3 separate regions of the Mus musculus genome follow, and all the other regions are linked to region 2. A link is a contact called in public HiChIP or PLAC-seq data. All regions are on one chromosome and are shown on one strand. Each heading gives the region's core, a stretch centred on a gene start, on an enhancer-like site or on the middle of the called end of the contact. The rest is flanking DNA. Distances are from core to core; before and after follow the strand shown. Region 1 overlaps Col26a1 (collagen, type XXVI, alpha 1). Region 2 holds the start of 4933404O12Rik (RIKEN cDNA 4933404O12 gene). Region 3 overlaps Col26a1 (collagen, type XXVI, alpha 1).

Evidence for each region. HiChIP or PLAC-seq counts read pairs in DNA pulled down with a chosen protein or histone mark.
Region 1: a RAD21 HiChIP or PLAC-seq map of pro-B cells shows a contact between it and region 2, with 9 times the contacts expected there. The contact joins the enhancer-like site here to the promoter of 4933404O12Rik in region 2. A contact is called at or near these places in 1 of 15 datasets of contacts at CTCF or cohesin (pro-B cells), 3 of 484 Hi-C or Micro-C datasets (myocytes, nephron progenitors and palatal mesenchyme), 6 of 115 datasets of contacts at active chromatin or transcription factors (the 230-238 cell line, T-cell acute lymphoblastic leukemia, embryonic stem cells and 2 more) and 3 of 9 other capture datasets (adipose tissue, liver and pancreatic islet).
Region 3: an H3K27ac HiChIP or PLAC-seq map of embryonic stem cells shows a contact between it and region 2, with 8 read pairs. The contact joins the enhancer-like site here to the promoter of 4933404O12Rik in region 2. A contact is called at or near these places in 1 of 39 promoter capture datasets (neural stem cells), 3 of 15 datasets of contacts at CTCF or cohesin (embryonic stem cells, large pre-B cells and pro-B cells), 17 of 484 Hi-C or Micro-C datasets (the AML12 cell line, cerebral cortex, cortical neurons and 10 more), 22 of 115 datasets of contacts at active chromatin or transcription factors (the 230-238 cell line, the NIH/3T3 cell line, astrocytes and 13 more) and 1 of 9 other capture datasets (adipose tissue).

Annotation. Positions count from the first base shown.
Region 1 is chr5:136,841,984-136,845,225 of GRCm38.p6, forward strand. All of the region lies in intron 2 of Col26a1 (collagen, type XXVI, alpha 1), which reads right to left. Among named protein-coding and RNA genes, the nearest start is that of Gm30654, 17 kb to the left of the region's middle. Within about 2 kb of position 1,803, at least 17 of the 459 cell types and tissues checked have an H3K27ac peak or open chromatin away from gene starts, as enhancers often do. A contact at or near this core is called in palatal mesenchyme and pro-B cells, where this site is marked.
Region 2 is chr5:136,917,386-136,920,499 of GRCm38.p6, forward strand. 4933404O12Rik (RIKEN cDNA 4933404O12 gene) reads left to right here and starts at 1,761. Exons shown (of 4, transcript NR_015555.1): 1 at 1,761-2,046.
Region 3 is chr5:136,794,391-136,797,259 of GRCm38.p6, forward strand. All of the region lies in intron 3 of Col26a1 (collagen, type XXVI, alpha 1), which reads right to left. Among named protein-coding and RNA genes, the nearest start is that of Gm30654, 31 kb to the right of the region's middle. Within about 2 kb of position 1,546, at least 9 of the 459 cell types and tissues checked have an H3K27ac peak or open chromatin away from gene starts, as enhancers often do. A contact at or near this core is called in the 230-238 cell line, where this site is marked.

The sequences.
Region 1 (3,242 bases), core at 553-3,052, 75 kb before region 2:
TGGGGGACTGCTGGGATCTGATGGCTGCCAGCCTAGCTCAGGTTTAATTAGAGATCCTGTCTTAAAGGAAATGGATAAAAGTAACAGAAGAGGACACTCGACGTCCTCCTCTGACCTCCACAGTGGACTTGGACCCTGAGCAGTCCTAGCTGGGTGCTGTAAGAAAGGAGGCTGAGCAAGCCATGGGCAGCCAGATGCTAAACAGCACTCTGCCACGGTCTCTCTGTCAGCTCCTCCCTACAGGTCCCTGTCATGAATTCCTGTCTTACTTACATGGATGGTAGACTACATTCATATTTTCTCACAGAAGAGAACCCCTAGCTAAGACACTAACATGCCCTTCAAGGACATACAGGTCCTCCAAAGAAATGGTCAAAATCACAATTATGTGGCATGCAGAGAACTCAGAGGGGGACCTGCTACAGACCCACAGCTTCTCAGTGACTATCCTGAAAGTCTGCAGAAATGTCCAAGGTGTGCCCAAAAGCAGGTTGCTTCAAAGGAGATTAGAAGGACTGGCAAGATGGCTCAGCTGGGAAAGGTGCCTGCTGCCAAGACTGACCACCCAAGTTCAATCCCCAGGACCTACCTACAAGGTGGAAGGAGAGCCCTGACTCCTGAAAGTTGTCTTGAGGCGGCCACATGTGTGCCATGGTGCACGCACACATGTGGACACACACACACTAAATAAATAAGTGAATAAATACATTTTTAAAAGAAAGAGATTTGCAAAAGGTATTCCTATGGGGGTGAGATACTCAATTACTGGAAATAGATGCGTAGAGGCCATAACCCTCTGGCCTTCAAAGGACATCTCCCTGTAGTAACGTGAGGTCTCTTAATGGGAGCCTGGGTACTGCCACAGTCTGGGAGCCACTGGCTCATCCTAAGACCTCATCCTACGAGTCTTGCATCCCTCTCTCACTGGCCAGGTCATCTTTCCAGCCCCCTTGCTTGCCTGGTTCTCCGATGCCTCATCAGAGACCTCGGTGAAGAGGAACAGGCTGGGAGGTAGCAAAGCCTCCGCAGGAAACAAGGAGGCACTGCTCAGAGGAAGGAGATTAGCTCCTGAGGAGCAGCAGAGGACCAGCAGGGAGGGAGGGAGGGGAGGTCCCACTGCAGTCCTCCGGGAGGAGGGTTGTGTTTGGCCTCTAGCATTCCCCAGGGGCAGCCACAGACAACTTAGGCAAGAGAATTGTGAGTTTGACATTAGCCTGGGCTTCCTAGTGAGAGCCTGTCTCAAAAACAACAATGAAATCAGATGAGGGCTAGAGAGAGAGAGAAAGAGAGAGAGAGAGAGAGAGAGAGAGAGAGAGAGAGATCAGTGGGTAGAGTGCTTGAAATGATTAGGACCAGAACCTGCCTGAGTCCCAAGACCCATATGAAAATGCTGGCCATGGGCCAGCAAGATGGCTCAGTGTGTGAAGGGCTTGCCACACAGGCCTGGAGACCTGGGTTCAATTCCTGGAATCCATACTACAAATGTGGAATGAGAGAATTAGCTCCATAAAGGTGTCCTCTGGCCTGGACATTTACATCATCATCATCATCATCATCATCATAATAATAGTAATAGAAAAGTTAACTGTTGGATGTGGACACAGGTATATACCTGGGCTTGCTAGCCATCTAGCCTAGCCAAACTGGCAAGTGCCAGGCTACATAAGAGATTGTATCTCAAACAACAAGATGGTGACACTAGTGCCACCTGAGGTAGATCTATGGACTCTGCATGCATATACCACACGCCTACACACATACACAAGTACACACCAAGAGCAACAGGGAAGAGACAGCAGACTCAGCAGACAGCTGCTTCCGTTTGTAGCTCAGGTCCACAGAGGTGGGAAGCATCACCTAGACAAGAAAGCCTCTGAGATTCCGCAGTCAGGGTGAAGAGGAGGAAGGGGAAGGGGAATGGGGGAGAAGAAAGGAGGGGAAGAAGAAAGAGGCGGAAGAATGGGGGGTGGGAGGAAGAGGAGGAGGGACAGGAAGGCTAGCCCACATCTTAAAGTATTTAAATCAGAACTCCATTTAGCCTGGCAGGCGTCTGCCCCCTGAGCAGCAGGCAGCCCCACCAAAGCAGGAGGCCAGCCAGCAGGGGATCGTCTGGCAGAGGTGGAATGAGGAGGCAGATGAGGAGGAGAGAGTTCCTCCAAAGCCCTCCACTCAGCACATCTGGAAAAGGTTGGCTGGAATGCCATCAAAGACCTCAGAGGAGCTGAAGATTCCGCCAAGGGCAGAAGAGGCTTGGTGGAGCAAAGCGACCCACCCCTTGGTGCCCATGTGACTCCTCTGAGTCTGGCAGACCTCCTGAACCCAGCCCACCACCACTAAGAGTTGACTGAGAGAGCCTTGGGGGCACCCAAGGCTAATGTCCAATACCACCTGACACTGACTGTAAGGGACACACGCAAGCTAAGCCAATCCCCCACTCCAGAGCAAGACAGGGAATGGGAGTCATCCCCCTGTCCCAACTAGGAAACTGAGGCACTGAGCAAGGAGGCCCAGATGGTCCTTTCTGCCTCCAGGTCTTTGTTAGTGCTGTGTCATAACTTGACCCATAAGGGAGGAAGGATTAATCTGGGCTCATGGCTCAAGGGCATAGTCCACTAGGACCCAAAGGCAGCCGGACACATTCATTGAGTCTGCAGTCAGGAAGCAGGGGGAGATGAACGTTGATGTTCAGCTCAAGTTCTCCTTGTTTGTTTTAAATCTGTGCTTAATTTGATTGCATTCCCCCCTCTCTCTCGTGGTGTTGAAGGGTTACGGGGTCAAGGGGATGACACACTGAGACCAGCTACAGGGAGGCATATCAACTTTACTTGGGGTGATCAGGACTTATATAGTTTTGGGGACTAGGGATAGAAACACCCAGGATGGGCAACGGTCACTGGCTGAAGGCTTTGGGTACCAAAATGCCCATTAGCATAGGGAAGCATTTCAGCAATCTCAGGTTGTAGCTGAATGGGTTCTTATCGGGAGAAAGGAAGTTGAACCTGTAATCTAATTAAGGTTACATGACATTCTGCAGATAGAGGCATAGGGCCTGGGGAGTTGAACTCCCCAGACAAGTTCGGAAAAGGGGAAGCCCTGCCAATGAAGGGGGTCCTCCATATTGTGCCGAGCTTAGAAGGCTATCCAGTCAAGGGTAGAGTTCGACTTTAATTAGCAGGGCAGCAGCAGTGTGTGCCAAGACCATGTGCATGTCTGTGAGCAGAAGCCCCATCAGTCGTCCATGT
Region 2 (3,114 bases), core at 511-3,010:
TAACCTCTTGCGCGCACCCGTCTTACCAGCAAGAACGACGCTGCAACAGGATCCTTCTGCCCACGTTTATTGGGAGAGCTTGATTGCAGAGGCAAAAAGATCCCAAGCCCAGAACTGGTGCTGCTTATATAGGCCTAGGAGAGGCGTGTCTCACACCCGGATTGGTTGTGCTTGGGTTATGTTTACCACCTCATTTGCATGCCTACATCTGATTGGTTAACCTCTCTCATCTGATTGGTTAATTTTGGTTAATTCTCAAAACCTCATCTTGGCAAAAGAACTTTACTGCCTATGTATGCATGGTGGCCAGCGGAAGCCAGCGCCACCCTGCAACGGCACATGTGGCTTCCCACAATAACCTTGAATCCCTGATCCTTCTGCCTTCACTCTCACAGGCCGCCATTACCCATGCCCAGTTTATGTGATGCTACAGATGGGAGCCAGATGGGCTTCCTGTTAGCCAGGTGTCTACCCACAGAGCTGCAGGCCTCTCTGTTGCTCTTTATACAGCCTTTGAAAGCATGCCTCTTGTTTCCAAAGCCTCAGTGTGGCCCAGGTCCACTTCAGGATTCCAGATACTCAGCCTGTGAAAATCAAAATGAGCTCCGTCTTCTACATCTATAGTCTTATCAGAGTTTTGGTCAGATTATAGAACAAAGGCCATCGTTATCCAAACCCTCTGGTCAGGTGGTTGGCACTGTCTCTTGGGATCCCAGTCTCCTTAGTTACCGTCTCTCAGTGTGTAGCAAGAGAAAGATTCATACCCAGGCCTTTCATTCCTATTGTGTCCTGGAGTGAACATTTAGTTTGAAGGTTAACTCAGAACAAGCCGTTAGTAGTTTTCAAGATTTCTTCCTACCGTATAGGTTATTGTCTTAGTTATGGTTTTACTGCTGTGAACAGACACCATGACCAAGGCAAGTCTTATAAAAACATTTAATTGGGGCTGGCTTACAGGTTCAGAGGTTCAGTCCATTATCAAGGTGGGAGCATGGCAGTATCCAGGCAGGCATGGTGCAGGAGGAGCTGAGAGTTCTATGTCTTCATCCAAAGGCGGCTAGTGGAAGACTGACTCCTAGGCAACTAGGGTGAGAATCTTAAACTCACACCCACAGAGGCACACCTACTCCAACCAGGTCACACCTCCAAATGGTGCCACTCCCTGGCCCAAGAATATACAAACCATCACATTTATGAAGTATGTATTAATCGTAATAGCCACAGGTTCCTTTGGTCTACTTTTGTGTACAACAAACCTTAAAGGAAGATGGCTGAAGACAGGCTAGCCAGGTACAAGCTCCACTTAGGATATGCAGTGTCTGAAACGGCTCCGAGGGTAAATATAAAAAAGGGACTTTCTAAATACTATTTAAGTACTTATAAGGCAAATACTGTGTTTGAATTCTCCTTAAAGGCGTGGCTAGTAATCAATGGACTACGTTTCCCATAGCTCCTGTGGCAGCTTCTCTGCATTTCCTAGAAGGCTGTTCGCCCTTTGCTCTGGCCCTGATCATCCGTGGGAAGAAAAAATGGCAATGTATTCGTCAGCATTGTTTAAGTCAAATATCGTCTTTTGTCCTTTATCGTTCCCCTAATCTGGCTTCTGCTCCTTCGCTCGCTGGCTTGCAGAGCCCAAATAATCTGAGAATAGTCTCTGTGGCAACTACAACGGTTTCTAGGGCTACTCGGAGAAGCAGGAGGCTGTCCATGCCGAAGCATTCTGGGAGTTGTAGTTCTGGTTCCTTTCCAGGCAACGGCTTGTCTTGCTCTGCCTCCTCCCACACCAGAAGTGAGCATCAGGTGGTGGCGAGCGCGTAGACAGGGTGAAAGGTGTGAGGGTTAGCGACAGATCTGCGTATTCACCTTGCTGGTCACCGGCCACCACCACCTCGGCGCCAATGAATTTTCTGTCGCGAGCCCCGCTAACGGCTTGCCGCTGAAAACTCTGGGAAATGTAGTTAGGCGCGAGCAAGCTGTCGTTAGTTGCAGGTCTGAGGCGGGAACCGGGGCTCCTCATGTGTTCGCGGCTCGGTTCAGCCTTCCACGGTGAGGATTTTCAGCCGGGAAATCAGGACAAGACCTGGGACTGGATGCGCGGGAAGCCCAGCCCTGAGCCGGGGGGTGGGGGTGGGTGGGGGCGCAGGCCACCTCTCCAGTCCTGAAACCCCCCCCCCCCCCCCCCCGGTGATGTGACTCTGGGTTAACCGTCTAGTTCCTTCACGTTGTCCGGAATAGCAGAATGGATCCTGGTGATCGGAGCAATTAGGTGCTGTCCATGGGCTGGGGAGATGACACAGGGGTAAGAGAGCTTTTGCAACCTTGAGAAACCGCTCGAATCCCCAGCAGGGAGACAGGGACACAACCAACATGTGGGATCAGAGACCCTAGCCGCCAGCCTAGTCTACCTTCAAGTTCAGAGACGGACCCTGGCTCTGGGGAATGAAGCTGGGAGTAATAACTTCCTGTGGCCCCTGCAGTTGCACACGAGCTCTCAAGCATATGTCAGCATGCATACACCACACACAATAAGTAGTGATGGGTGCTGCCACAGCCACAGCCCTCCACTATTAAAGAAGAGGGAGCTGGGGTTAGAGTCGATAAGGTACCCCTCATCCATGGTCTAGCTGGGGCCGACAGACACAGATCTGCAGTACCTAGCAGTGTTTGCCCTCGGAAGCTTCACTGCTTCCTAAGAGCAAACGCGTTGATACTCCAGTAAATGACAAGGCTGGCGGGTGCTTTTGTTTGATTGGTTGGTTTTTGTTTTGTTTTGGGGGGATTTTGTTGTTTTCTGTTTTGTTTGTTTTTAGTCTGATGTTTGTTTTGGTTGTTGCCGTATGTATTTAGGGGGAGGGCATGTAGTGGTCAGAAAACTTTCTGGGTTCAGAAATTGATCCTTTCCTTTTGCCACGTGGGTCTGGGGGATTGCACTCATGTGATGCAGTGAGTGATCACATTTACCTGCTGAGCTATCTCACCACCTATCTTGGTTTTGTTTGAAATAAGGTCTGTATATGTAACCCTAGGCTGGCTTGGAACTTATAGTCATCCTCCTGCCTCAGCTTCCCCCAGTCCTGGGATTACAGACTTTAGGGAAATCATGATTAAAAATAA
Region 3 (2,869 bases), core at 296-2,795, 120 kb before region 2:
AGCAGCTCTGTCCTGGCGTTTGCTGACCCGCCCTCCCAACTCCGCCCCAATCCTATCCCCTCAGTTTCTCACACTGCTTCCCCAGGGAAGCCATGTGAAGGTGGGGCTGGGCTGGTTTCTTCTGGAACTCATGATTTCTTTGCTATTCCGCAGCACTGAGGGGTGCCCTATACATCATCGTCAACACCCTCCATGTATGCTCTTTAGCTCTTTGCCTCAGGTTCTCCCTCCTGCCAATTTGATTTTGGTGTCTCTCTGGAACATGAAGTTCTTGCCTCTCAGGACTCTGACCAGGATTTCTCTTAGCTGCTGAGACAGACAGCAGGTTTCTCTTCAGTAGAACACGACTCTGGGTCATTATTTCCTTTCTTTCAGATAGGTGGGTGGACCAGTGGGTGGATTGGGTGGGGGTGGGGTGGGGGTAGATGGATAGGTGAGTGGGTGGGTAGATGGGTATGTTGGTGGATAGATGAATGGATGGGTAGGTGGGTAGGTGAGTGAGTGGGTGTCTGAATGGGTAGTTGGGTGGGAGAGTTGTGAATGGGTAGGTGGGTGGGAGAGTTGTGAATGGGTAGGTGGGTGGGAGAGTTGTGAATGGGTAGGTGGGTGGGAAGGTTGTGAATGGGTAGGTGGGTGGGAGGGTTGTGAATGTGTAGGTGGGTGGATGGGTGGATTTTGTGGTCTAGGATTGAATTTAGGACCTCATGCGTGTTAAGCAAGTACTTTACCACTGAGTCTGTCCTGTTGTCAAAAACTTGACCTAAAGAATGTATCCAAGGCCAATCTGGGCAACTTAGTGAGATTCTGTTTAAAAACAAAAACAAAAACAAAAACAAAACAACAACTGGGATACAGTTTGGCTCAGTGGTAGAGCCCCTGCCTAGAATCCCCCAGGGAGGGGCTGGGGGCGTGGATCAGTGATACATGAAACCCAAGATTCAATCCTTACAATAAATAAATAAATAAATAATCAATCAATCAATCAATCAATCAATCAATCAATCCAGACTCAGCCCTTCACACGTAGGCCCTGTGAGTGATTCCCAGAATTCCTCTGAGCTCAGTGGCCTCGAGTTTGACATGAGAAAGTAAAAACATCATAACGCCCCCCCGCCCCCGCTGGGCCTCTGGAGGCTCTGCAAGGATGGAGGAGATGACAGGAGGGGTGTGCTTTATGCATCCCAGACCCCATCATCACGTTCCTCGGCTCTGGCTTCAACATCTTCCCCACATATGGAAATGCTGTCAACCCGGACTTGGAGCCGGGCAAGGTGTGGATTTCCAGTTCAGAATCTCCTCAGGTGACAGAGGTAGCAAGGGCCGGTGGGTGGGATGGCTCACTGGCTCAGGGTGCTTGCTGCCAAGCTTGACAATCTGAGGTTGACCCCAGGGACCCATATGATGGAAGGAAAACAAAAAAACAACAGTTCTCAGAAGTTGTCCTCTGACTGTCACGTGTGTGCCGTGACACCTGCCTACCCACCCCTACCCCATCCTACCTCAACACAAACTAAATAAAACTTAAATAGAAAGAAAGGGAGGGACCTTTGTCCCTAGTCCTAAGAGACAGTGGTGAACTTTGGTAAAGACGGTGGCTTACACAGGGCCCTGAACCTACAGGGACCCAGGAATTTGTCATCTGGAGGAGGCAGGAGAGTGAAGGTCTGTTTAGCCCAAAGCCACCTGCCACTCTTCAGCTCTCTGGCAGCACAAAGGGCCAGCTCAGGCCTCCTATGTGATCCACGTCTTGGAACCCACCCTCCTCTCATGCCCAAATAATGACCTGACTGGAGACTGGCCTCTGTAGTTGGTGTAAAACAATGATCTCTCCAGGGGCAGGGATGGCCACTACCCACTCATGGCCTTTACCAAGGCCACTGCTCTCTTCTCCAACCTCTGCCCATGTGGTTTCCCACAGCAAGAGGCCTAGAGTCAATGTCATGGTCTTCAGGCATCTCTGCTGTCCCCATTGTGGTCCTGACCAGTGGGGTGTGCTAGGGGCTGCCTAGAAGTGCAGGCCCAGTTCTGTGAGGAAGTCCCCTAACTGATGAAAGACACAGAGAAAAAAAAGGTCAAGAGAAGGTTTTGTGATGGAAGAGAGTGTTGTACATCTGGCCCAAGGTCCCGTCTTTTTATGGTGGTGCGTACAGAGACAAGGTTGCAGAGGAACAGGCAGGCTGGACCTGTGAAGCCAACAAGGTGCTGAACAGCTCTCTGGGAGGAGGGAGGAGGGAGGAGGGAGGAGGGAGCAGGGAGGAGGGAGCAGGGAGCAGGGAGCAGGGAGGAGGGAGCAGGGAGCAGGGAGCAGGGAGCAGGGAGCAGGGAGCAGGGAGCAGGGAGCAGGGGGAAGGAGAAAAGGACTGGAGGAAGATGTGAGGTGCAGAAGGAGGGGAAGAAGGAAAGATGAATGGAGAGAGAAAGTGGGAGGAGGGAGGGAGGGAAGAGACAGAGAAAGAGGGAAGGAAGGAATGAAAGGGGAGGCAGAAGGGAAGAGAGGATGCAATGAAGGATGAGAAAGAAATGGCAGGAGTGGGAAGAGGGGGAAGAGGGAGAAGACAGAGGTGGGAAGAGGGAGAGAACAGAGGAGTGGGAGGAAGGGGAGGAAGTAGAAGTGGGGGAGGAGGGGGAGGAGAGAGAGAAGTGAGAGGAGAGGCAGGAAGAGGGGGAGGAGAGGGAGGAGGGGGAGGCCTAGGCTACCGGTCAAAAAGGCAGAGCAAACAGATGGGCCTCTCAGTTCCCCTGGGCAGACTTCATACAGGCCAGACCCTCCCTACCTCCTCAGGGGATGAGCCGCAGGGCAGGCTGAGTGGATCAGCTCAGAGAGAGTGAGTGCCCATCTCTAGAGTTGCCCAAGAAGAGGTTAGACAGC